3 separate regions of the Anser cygnoides genome follow, and regions 1 and 3 are each linked to region 2. A link is a contact called in public Hi-C data. All regions are on one chromosome and are shown on one strand. Each heading gives the region's core, a stretch centred on a gene start, on an enhancer-like site or on the middle of the called end of the contact. The rest is flanking DNA. Distances are from core to core; before and after follow the strand shown.

The links. A called contact is a pair of places that touch in the nucleus more often than the background predicts.
Region 1: a contact with region 2 is called in a Hi-C map of liver, with 2.6 times the contacts expected there. The contact joins the promoter of C1H11orf97 here to the promoter of CWC15 in region 2. A contact is called at or near these places in 4 of 7 Hi-C or Micro-C datasets (granulosa cells and liver).
Region 3: a contact with region 2 is called in a Hi-C map of liver, with 2.3 times the contacts expected there. The contact joins the promoter of FAM76B here to the promoter of CWC15 in region 2. A contact is called at or near these places in 2 of 7 Hi-C or Micro-C datasets (granulosa cells and liver).

The regions. Positions count from the first base shown.
Region 1 is chr1:200,787,321-200,790,887 of Taihu_goose_T2T_genome, forward strand. C1H11orf97 (chromosome 1 C11orf97 homolog) reads right to left here and starts at 1,734. Exons shown (of 4, transcript XM_048076488.2): 1 at 1,614-1,734; 2 at 624-728. The coding sequence starts at 1,719.
Region 2 is chr1:200,614,766-200,618,352 of Taihu_goose_T2T_genome, forward strand. CWC15 (CWC15 spliceosome associated protein homolog) reads left to right here and starts at 2,144. Exons shown (of 7, transcript XM_066989868.1): 1 at 2,144-2,166.
Region 3 is chr1:200,388,096-200,391,544 of Taihu_goose_T2T_genome, forward strand. It overlaps FAM76B (family with sequence similarity 76 member B), which reads left to right and starts at 2,183. Exons shown (of 10, transcript XM_048076445.2): 1 at 2,183-2,364. The coding sequence starts at 2,260. CEP57 (centrosomal protein 57) reads right to left here and starts at 2,047. Exons shown (of 11, transcript XM_048076442.2): 1 at 1,889-2,047. The coding sequence starts at 1,990.

The sequences.
Region 1 (3,567 bases), core at 484-2,983, 170 kb after region 2:
TTCTGTTAAAAAATGCTAATTATTCCTATTCTGATTTTCTAATTTTTACTTCCAGTTCTCAGAATTGTTTCTTATCTAGACCAAACACCTTTTCCCCTCTTAGACTTCCATTTCCTCATTTGCCTACTATAGTCAAGCAGTTCCACAACCTTCAAACTGCCTAAACAGACTGATTTTTTAATTGCCTTCACTGTCTTCCTGTCATTTATTTAACCTTATTCATTCTTACCTCAACTTCTTCTTTTCAACATCAACTTCAGAAATGGATGAAGTATTCTAATAACTACAGCACCTCTTTCAAAGAAAGATGTAATAAACCTCCCTAGCACTTGGTATTTGTTTCTGTTTTATTAAACTGATAGATCATATGGAAGTACATGTTCTCAATAATTATGTTCCCCAGAATTTCAGGCAAAAAAAATAATAAAGACTAAATGCAGTTCTTCTAAATGTTCTCCAGATCATTACATGAATGTTCTAGGCTGTTTTTTTGTTTGTTTGTTTGTTTGTTTGGTGGGGTTGTTTTGTTTTTTTTTTTTAATCATTAATTTTGCCACAGTTCTCAAAACATCTTCTGTTTCATTTGCCCTGACAAACACTTTTCATTTGCTTGTAAGGATTACCTGCAGCTGGATGTTTAATGTGGTATTCTTCTTTCTGAAAATAAAGCTCTTCTTGAAGGATTTCCTTAACTCTCCTAGATGGCTCAACATATACAAATTTCTTCCCTGTTAGCAAAACACATTACAAAAGAACCAGTTATTTTACCCATGCCTCCCACCCCAACATCAATATATTTTGCTTAATGTAATTTCATCCTGTCCCGTTCTACTTTTATCTTTAATACACCTTAAGACAAATTTACAGACGTGATAGCGTTCAGACATGCCCAGCCCCAAAAGGGATTCCTCACAGCAGTACCACAGCCGGTACCTAAAAGGGGAGCACTGGAGGATTCAAAGGGAGGTGAAAGCCATGGCAGCGAGGCAAGGCAACTGCCGGGCACCTGGGAGAAGGGGCGATGGGGTCCCTCCATGGGAAGCCCAAGTTGGAGCAGCGTGCTGCCGAGGGGAGATGGAGGAGGCCCCCAAAATGTCCTTGCTGAAGGGGACGCCTCACACAGGTTACCCCTAAAAGAAGGCAGCACCCAGGGGTGCAGCCCTGCGTGGGGCCACCACAGAGGCGGCCTGGGGAGGTACGCAACGCCTTCCTTCCCCATCCCCACCCTCCAAGGCTTTCTGGAGACCCAGGACAGGGCAGAATCCCTCGGGAAGAAGCCGGAGCCCACCCCCGTGGTGCCCAGAGTAGCCGGGGAGGGGACCCTGAGGCGGGGAAAGGGCAAGGAAGCGGCTGCCCGGGTGAGGCGGTGAGGCGAGCCGGGGGCCGCCGCGCTCACAGGGCTGCCCGCCTCTCGCCGCCTCGCCGCGGCCATCGCTGTCCGTCTCCTCGGCCTCCTCCGCCGGCTGCTCGCCGCTCGCCGCCCTCATGGCCACCGTGCCCGGGCGGGTGCGAGCCGCGCGGCTCCGTTGCCACAGGAGCGGGGACGGGCGGGGACGGGCGGGCTGCGCTCCGTCAGCGGCTCCCCGGCGCCATCTTGTGGCTGCCCCGCGCACCTGGGGCGATGTTCTGTACCGGGCTGTGCCGCCTCTTTCTTCCTTCTGCCACAGCGCCGGGGTGTTTTGCCCCTTCCCCTTTGACCCGAAAAAGACCTTTGACCATTTACCTCCTGTTCTTTTTAGTAAAAAAAATAACGGATGAGCTCCCGGTGCAAAGACGTCCCGGGGTCGCCGTGTGGGGACCCAGGCTTACCTCACGCCGCCATCGGGCACAGGGCAGGCTACAGTATATTGTTAAACATCATTCGTGTGAGGCAATCAGCATTACACGCTGGTATGCACACACATCACTAGCGCTTTGTCCCTAAAAAGTGTTGCCACTGCCCTGCCTTTTAAAAGGATGTCAGATCTTATATCAGTCTTCAGACTAATAAAGACAGAAGGATACAGCTTGACTGAGGGGATGACGCAGATCAACTTACAGGAGTACTGGCTTGATTTTAATAGCACTTTTTGTAAAATAAGGCACCTTGAAACTTTGATAGGACTGAGGTGGCATTTCGACTCCACTCATCTTGCTGCTGTGCATGCTATGAGGAAGAAGAGCAGCTGGCAGGTACCACAGCAAGCAGAGAGTGCTGCCGGATAGCAGCAGCAAGCTGGCCCACTCACCCGGCAGGGAGATTTGCCCTGGGACAGCTTCCTTGAAGCCAAGACTTTGCATACAGGTGGAAGCGAGAACCTGTAAGATACAAGCCATGTCTAGTTAAACCAATGCACATCATAACCTGTTTTTCCTTAATGCATTTCAAAGTATATGCCTTTCACAAATATCCTGAAACCAAGCTTTTAAAATACTAAGCATTGAAAGTTACTTTGTACAATTCGTATTTCAAAGGCAGCTGTGTATTTTTTAACAGAAGTGCAACACAGGGCTTCAAGAAAGCCAGGGTGACGGAGATGCCCTCCAAAGATGCTTGATCAGAGGACCAAATAAATGTAGGTCCTCAGAGGACAAATGCTGACATATTCCAGCCTTGCTGCTGCTGTTACAAGTGTGCTTCAGACCTGTTAGCGGTGTCTGGAAGGAGCTTGGGATCGCTCAGTAAGGTGTCTGCACAGAACAAGATGTTTTCTTACAGCTGTCTTGCTGAAATACTGTATTCCGGGACTGTATTTTCTAGCTCAATTTGATTAGCAAAGAGAAGCAAGTTTCTCCACTCCTACATTATAAACTGGAAAGTTGAAGCTCTCACACTGCATGCCTTTGTCATGGGAAATCCTATAGTACGCTAATTCCTGTGCAATACACTGCTTTACCCTTTCATTACCTGCTGGGCTAACAACATCGTTCAAGTTCTACCAGTATCCTTCCAAACCACTATTGACTGAAAAAGACCTGCCTGCTCACAATAATTATATTGAGATGTATTGTAATGGTGAAAAACTCACTCATTAAATGCTATCATTTGGTAGTGATTTTTGTCTGAAACTTGCACTTGAACCAAGGAGGGGTGGAGAAGACTGGAAGTATACATTATTGGACATTTCACAGCTAAATAATCCAGAGATGTTGATTCTTCAAAACTAGCTGAAAGATTGAGAGATGCAGACCAACACAGTTGATGTGAACAGTAGCACAGGCAAGTTCAACTCTAAAACTTCAAAAATCATAGGATTTTTCACTTGTTAGCAGAAAGGCTGAACTGACAAACAGAAGAAGCAAATTACAATGCCTCTTGTGAAAACATAGAGCATTATTTACCATTTTTCCTGTTAGATAAACCAAATAGCGCTCAGTGCTAAGACTTGGTAAGAACACCTCAGATGAAGAGTCCCAATCCTTAATTGTAAACCAGTGAGATTCTAGTTTGCATGACTACAGAGAGAAGCTGTACTCAAGCGCATTTTAACGGCCTCAAAATCTGGAAAGAAACCAACCAACCCCCACCAACTTCAGTTTGGTTAAGTCATGGCAGTCAAATCTGAGTTTGGGATCCAAAAGATTTGA
Region 2 (3,587 bases), core at 894-3,393:
GAGGAGAATGCAACATTCTGCTGCATCAAGGTGGTCACATTAGCTCAGCAGTTCCTTCTGATTTGAAGTCCATAGATAGATATTAATAAATTTACGAATAACACCCACCATCACAGGATGACGCACTGATTTCAGGTTGCTGTGATCTGTAGTCTGCTGACTGACATCACTGCATTCCTGACTGCCCAACTGGGAAGCCAGACCCCTCTGAGAGGTTTGGTCTTGAGTCTAAGCTGCCTGTAGTGAAATCAATAGCAAACCAGGCATGCGGACTGAGGATTGCAGATAAGAAAATGCAGTTGTGGATGCTTGAGTATTGACATACAAAGTGACACAGCAATTATCGTTACTACCTACATGTTCTGATTGAAGTTTAAAACGTTTGCTAAGTTGCCTAAAATAACCTATGTAAAACTTCTACCATTGTCAAGAAGGAGTAGAAAATTTTCTTTGCTGCCAGCCAAAAGGATAGCTGCCAGTCTGTCATTTTCTAAGTACTGGAAATGCAAAGGGGAAAGTGGACTGGAGCAACACTGTAGGTGACAAATTCTGAAGAAATAATCAACCCAAAAATAATAAAAGACAATGTAAATAAACATGCCTTGCACCTCTTTAGACAAAGAGGCTCATCAAAGCAAAATTCCCAGAGGCAGGGTACTCAATTGGGAGTGTTTTCCTGCTGTCCCTAGACGTGTCTTCCAATCCAAATGGAAACAACACAGACTTCCTCGAGGTTCAGTGTGACTCGGAGCTGGTTTATAAATTCTTCTCACACAAACCAAGAACAGGACGTGGTTTCTTTGTACAAGGGCCCACTTCTTCCAAGTGCTTTCGTTGATGGCTTGCTGCCTACAGGGTGTCATTTGCATCAATTGCTGTAGCTCTCTGCATAGCAGTGTCTTTGGGGACCTCTTGCGGGCCCTCTTCTAAATTACATACTGGGTGAAGAGTAGCTCAGGAAAGTTTCCGTGTTGATTTTGCAGATCACAGAATCACAGAATCACAGAACGGCCGAGGTTGGAAGGGACCTCTGGAGATCACCCAGTCCAACCCCCTGCCGAGCAGGATCACCTAGAGCACATCGCGCAGGATGGCATCCAGGCGGGTTTGGGATATCTCCAGAGCAGGACACCCCACAACCTCTCTGGGCAGCCTGTCCCAGTCCTTTATTACCCTCACAGTAAAGAAGTGCCCCCTCATATTGAGCCAGAACCTCCTGTGCTTCATTTTGTGCTCCTTGCTTCTCATCTTGTGACTGGGCACAACTGAAAAGAGACCGGCTCCATCCTCTTGACACGCTCCCCTCAGACATGTATATATATTTATGAGGTCTCAAGATACATAAAAGAACCTTTTACTTCACATATCCTCATGTGATTCACAAAGGTTTAGCAACCAGATGCAATTTAAAAGCAAGGGCAAGCACAAGAGAGAAACTGTGTTTAATAACTGAATGCTACTCATTCACACTTTGGCTTTTTGGGAGGTATTTTTAGGGGACAGAAGTGAAAACACACCATTTTGAGGGTATTTTTAGGGGACAGCAGTGAAAACACACCAGTTTGAGGTTATTTTGGTGGGACAGCAGTGAAAACACACCAGTTTGAGGGTATTTTTTGGGGGGGGGGGGGCGGGGGGACAACAGTGAAAACGCACCAGTGTATTTTTAGGGGAGGGCAGTGAAAACACAGCAGTTTGAGGGTATTCTGGGGGGACAGCAGCGAAAACACACCAGTTTGAGGGTACTTTTATGGGACAGCAGTGAAAACACAGCAGTTTGAGTGGATTTGGGGGGACAGCAGTGAAAACACAGCAGTTTGAGGGGATTTTGGGGGGACAGCAGCGAAAACACACCAGTTTGAGGGTACTTTTATGGGACAGCAGTGAAAACACAGCAGTTTGAGGGGATTTGTAAGGGGGGGCACTGCTGACTGGCACGCTGAGGCTAACGTTGCCGATGCACACGGCTAAACAAAGGGAAGAACTGGGAGGTTTTATCACTCCCGTAGCTGTTCCTGTACTTCTTATTTGTGAACTCGCGTATAAACAGCCTGCAAAGGACCAGCCCCGAGGACAGAGGGCGCCCCTGCTGGACGCGCCGCGGCGCCATTTTGGGGCGTGCCCCTGCCCGGGGCAGCCATGATGGCGGGCGGGGCCGTCTCTATGGTAGGGCCCCGCGGCGCTCCGCCTGCCGGGCGCTGGGCGGGATGATGGCGGCGGCGTAGGGCCGGGCTGCGCTGCGGGAGGAGGCCGCGCTGTGAGAGGGGCCCTGAGGGGCTCTGAGGGGTCGGGAGGGCTCTGGGGCATCCTAACATCGGGGTAAGCCCCCTCGTTGTCGCTTGGGTTGGGAGGGAGCTGAGGAAGGCAGCGCGGCGGCCCTGCCTTGCCGTGGGCCCTGAGGTGGCTTCTCCAGTGCTGCGATCCCAAAACCTGACGAGAGCGGGCGGCCCCCGGGGGTTCGGGGGGGGTGGGGGGGCTTTTAAGGCCAAGGTAAATGCGGGCTGGGCTCGGCAAGGAGCAGGGGTGGTTGCTGGGGGGTGCTGGGGCTCCGGGTTGGGCCTGGTCCTTCACCTGAGCGCACAGATCCCCCTTACGCAGAGTTAGCACAGAAAGGACCTAAGAACAAGCGGCTTTCGCAAATTTTAGGTCTTGTAGAGGCCGTGCTGAGCCCCAGCTGGCTCACACGGCGTTTGGGAAGGTGTCAGCAGTTGTTAGTGAGCCTGGCTAGCTGCTGGCTCCCTTTTTGATTTGTGTTTGTGCCTGTGAAGTTAGTGGTGAGTGGGTGTCCTTTAGTCAGTAGTGAGTGGGCGTGCATGGCCCAGCGAAGCAGAAGTGAGTGCTGCTTTGTGTAACAGATTCCAGGTGGCACTGGTCGATCAGCCAGGCGGTGGTTGTGTATTGGCCGTGGTGTCTTGAGGCCTTGGCTGAGTGGTTTGGGCTCCTGGTCCCCGGCTCCTGTCCAGCAGCACCGCATGCAGCGCGTGCTGACAGCATGTCCGTGTGGCCAAGGCTGCTCAGAGCCTGTTTGCTTCTGTCTCACAGCTGCAGCTCTTGGCACCCTTTATTCCATTCTTAGGGCGTGCTGGTGGTAGGTGAGTTCCTGCAGGTTCTGAAACGGAGCTGCTGAAAGCTTCTGCCTTTGCCCAAGCAGGATATTTTGTTAATTGAACGTGGTTTACGTATGGTTGAAGCTGTCAGCCTTGTGCTTGCAGAGATAACATTACCCCTAGTGCTTCGTAAAGTTCTGCTGTCCAGCTGGAGCTCTGCGCGGGGCAATCCCACGGGGCTCTGCCACATTACTGATGTTGGTGCTGTGCCTGCACAGGAGAACTGACAGGGCCAGGGCAAGGGCTAGAGAGTACGGGTTGCATGATCATCATCACTGTTTAACTACCAACACCATCCTGGGCATGCTGTGAGCTGTGTCAGCCAGCATTGGTGGCGATGATACCGAGCCACACTTCAGGGAACGAAGGAAAAATCATTCCAGGCAGACATTTTTTGGCAGTCCTTTTTCCAGGGGAAAGAGTTTGGTTACTTGCTTACCACTGAGACTTAAGGATAGGAGACTGGCTCCTGGCATTTTA
Region 3 (3,449 bases), core at 933-3,432, 230 kb before region 2:
CGACCAGAAGGGATCAGCTTGTTGTGAAAATGCTACACAGTCAGGACACCAGTAACTCGCAGGCTTTCCAGCAAGGTTCTCCCAAGCCAAAGGGCCACAGCACCCTGCAAGCCGTGCCTGTGACTTCCACTCAAACCTACCTGGCCTCAGCTTTGTGTACAAGCTTGGTGGAAAAGAGTGAAATAAAAACACGGCTGCCTAGTTTGAATGTGCTAGAGAAATTCCTTTCAACCATGCCCACCACTGAACGCTGCCCCTGATATGAGTTGAAGGTGCCTTCCTGCAGCCTGAGGCAGAAGTGGGCTGCAAGAAGATGTGATGCTCTTACAGCTCCTCACAGGATATTTACTTCACTAATAAGGCAATTGAGCAGTCGCTCACCTTGGCAGGGCTTTTCTAAGCTTTTGCAAATACCAGTTATTGCGAGCATACTGTGGCCTAAGTTAAAATACAGAACGTGTTTGTGCAAATATCTCGTAGCAAGTTAGACAACACACCCAAAACACAGTGTAAGAAAAATAATACAAAGGAAAAAATTAAGAAAAGTCGTAAGTTATTTGAAGCCTACACACACCTTAATTTCCTATTACAAAGACAAAAAATTGAAGGCCCTAAGCACCCTGAACATTTCAGGCGGCGTTCCTGTTTTATCTGCAAAGCAATACTTTGTGTTTGTTATCTCCTGCACAACATAAGCACTTTTCTTGGAATAACTGCATTTGCACAAGAACTTTAGCCACCACGGAAAGCTGATTAAAGCACAAATGCCTAATTAAGAACATATTAACAAAAATATTTTGAGTAGACTCTTGTGCATATGGGCACTGTTTTATGCTCAGTAGCCACACAGAGCAAACTTTGCAGAATGAGTAAAGTTAAAACGGAAGGGAAGCCTGTTAGCAGAGACCTCAGTCCTGCAGAAACACCAGCGTTACAAGGTGTTGGACTGCTGCAAGCAGAATAACAAATAAGATCAAGTAGGAAAGTAAAAGTGAATGAAGCAAAGCACAGCATTGCACGCAACAGGCAACAGCGCACCAGCAGCAGCAATGTAAGCCCAAATGGCAAAAACTATTGATTGAAACACCAGTCTGCTATTTTTATCTGCTGTGGTTGCAAAATAAAAGTATCTGACAATCCTCCAGGCTAAAAGATGGGGATCAGTTTGAAATCAACATAGGGGCTGCCAGACATCAAGATTTTCCTAGGTCTCTATTTTTCACCTGGAAAACCTTCTCTATGCAGAATTAAGAATAACTAGGTAAAACAAGCAAACAAAAAACCCAACCTGCTGCCTTTTTTTCTTTTTAAACTGGCAAAAGTGATGCTTACCTAGCCCACAACAGACTGACCCCTGGAAAAAAAAAATCATATACTTAAGCAAAAATTACACAGAGCTAAGCAAACATAGGCTTTTTGACTAGCTGTATTTCTCCTATCACCTGAATGCAGGCTACGGGCACGAATTTCGATGGCATCCAGTCAGCGCAGCCCCTGGCTTGAAATAAACCCCACAACATCTGTGCCGAGGTACCGCCGTACAGGTTGGACTTGCTACCAAATATATTCCCGTTACACCTTTCAGCAAGCCAGCTTTGCGTTCTGTTTCACGAATAACGACTGCTAAACGCGCCCGACTGAAAAAAGTGACAGAATTTAGGAAACAGCGCCAAGGTTAAGATCCATTTAAGCCCCTTTCTGCTGCTGGACGTCCCCGCGGGGCGCTGACCTCAGGAAAACGCTGAAAATTAAGGAAGAAAGCCCCCAAACTGGTGAAGATGAGAGAAGTTATAATTAGCTCCAGCCCCCAGCCGCCTCCCCACCCCTCTTTTTGGGCAGCCCTGCGGCTCCATGAAGCTCCCGGGCCACCCCCGCCCCCTGCCCTCACCGTGCGCTGCTGCTGCCGCCGCCCGCCCGCCGCCGCCGCCATTTTGTGCGCGGGCGGCCCCCCTCCCCCCGCGGCCCGTCCCTTTAAGGGCGCCGCGGCCATGCGGCGGCCATGAGCCGGCCGCGGCTTGACTGACGGCCCAACCGGCGAATGGGAAGGGAGGACGGCGCGGCTAGCCCCGCCCCGTGCGGTTCTTGCGGGTCGTCACAGAGCCGCGTGTGAGTGGCGCGCCGGACGCCCAATGAGAAAGAAGGGCGGGGGCTCTCGGCCAATGGAAGGCCGGCCCTCGCGGGGCCCCTCCCCTCGGGCCCCCCGCCCCCCCCGGTCCGGGTGCGGGTGCGGGCCCCGCGTCCCCGCCGGGAGAGGCGCGGATGGCGGCGGCGGCGCAGGCGGCCGGGCCGGCTCTGTACGCCTGCACCAAGTGCACGCAGCGCTACCCCTTCGAGGAGCTGTCCCAGGGGCAGCAGCTGTGTAAGGTGAGGGCGGGCGGGGCGGGGACGGGGACGGGGGGAGACCGGGATCCGGGGGGGAGGTCGGGATCGGGATCGGGGGGGAGGCTGGGGCCGGGGAGAGGCCGGGAACCGGGAGCGGTTGGGACCCTGGGGAGGTCGAGAGCCGGGGGAGTCCGGGCAGGAGGAGGCCGGGACCCCGGGGAGGTCGGGCAGGGGGAGGCCGGGATCTAGGGGAGACCAGGAGCCGGGGGAGGTTGGGACCCAAGGGAGGCTGGGCAGGGGGAAGCCGGGATCCAGGGGGGGGACAGCGCCTGGGTGAGGCTGGGACCCAGGGGAGTCCGACCAGGGAGACGTTGGGAGCCGGGGGAGGCCGGGATCCAGGGGAGGTTGAGACCAGGGGGAGCCCAGGACCCCGAGGAGGTTGAGCAGGGGGAGACCGGGATCCAGGGGAGATCAGCACCCCGGGGAGGTTGAGACCCTGGGGAGACCAGGACAGGACCAAGGGGAGGTTGGGACCCAAGGGAGAAGCTGGGATCCAGGGGAGGACAGCACCCGGGGGAGGTTGAGACCAGGGGGAGGCCAGGAGTTTGGGGAGGTTGAGCAGGGGGAGAACGAGATTCAGGAGAGGCCGGGACCCGGGGGAGGTTGAGACCCAGGGGAGACCAGGACTAGGGGGAGGTTGGGACCCAAAGGAGCCTGGGCAGGGGGAAGCTGGGATCCGGGGGAGGTTGGGACCCAGGGGAGTCCGGCCAGGGAGAGGTTGGGACCCAGGGAAGGCTGGGATCCAGGGGAGGACAGCGCCGAGGGAGGTTGAGATCCAGGGGAGACCAGGACCAAGGGGAGGTTGGGACCCAGGGGAGACCAGGACCAGGGGGAAGTTGGGACCCAAGGAAGGCTGGGCAGGGGGAAGCCGGGATTCAGGGGAGGACAGCACCAGGGTGAGGTTGAGACCCAGGAGAGTCTGGCCAGGGAGAGGTTGGGAGCCGGAGGAGGCCGGGATCCAGGGGAGACCAGCAGCCAGGGGAGCTTGAGACCTGAGAGAGTCTGACCAGGGAGAGGTTGGGACCCAGGGGAGGCCAGGGAGGGGGAGGTTGGGACTCAAGGGAGGT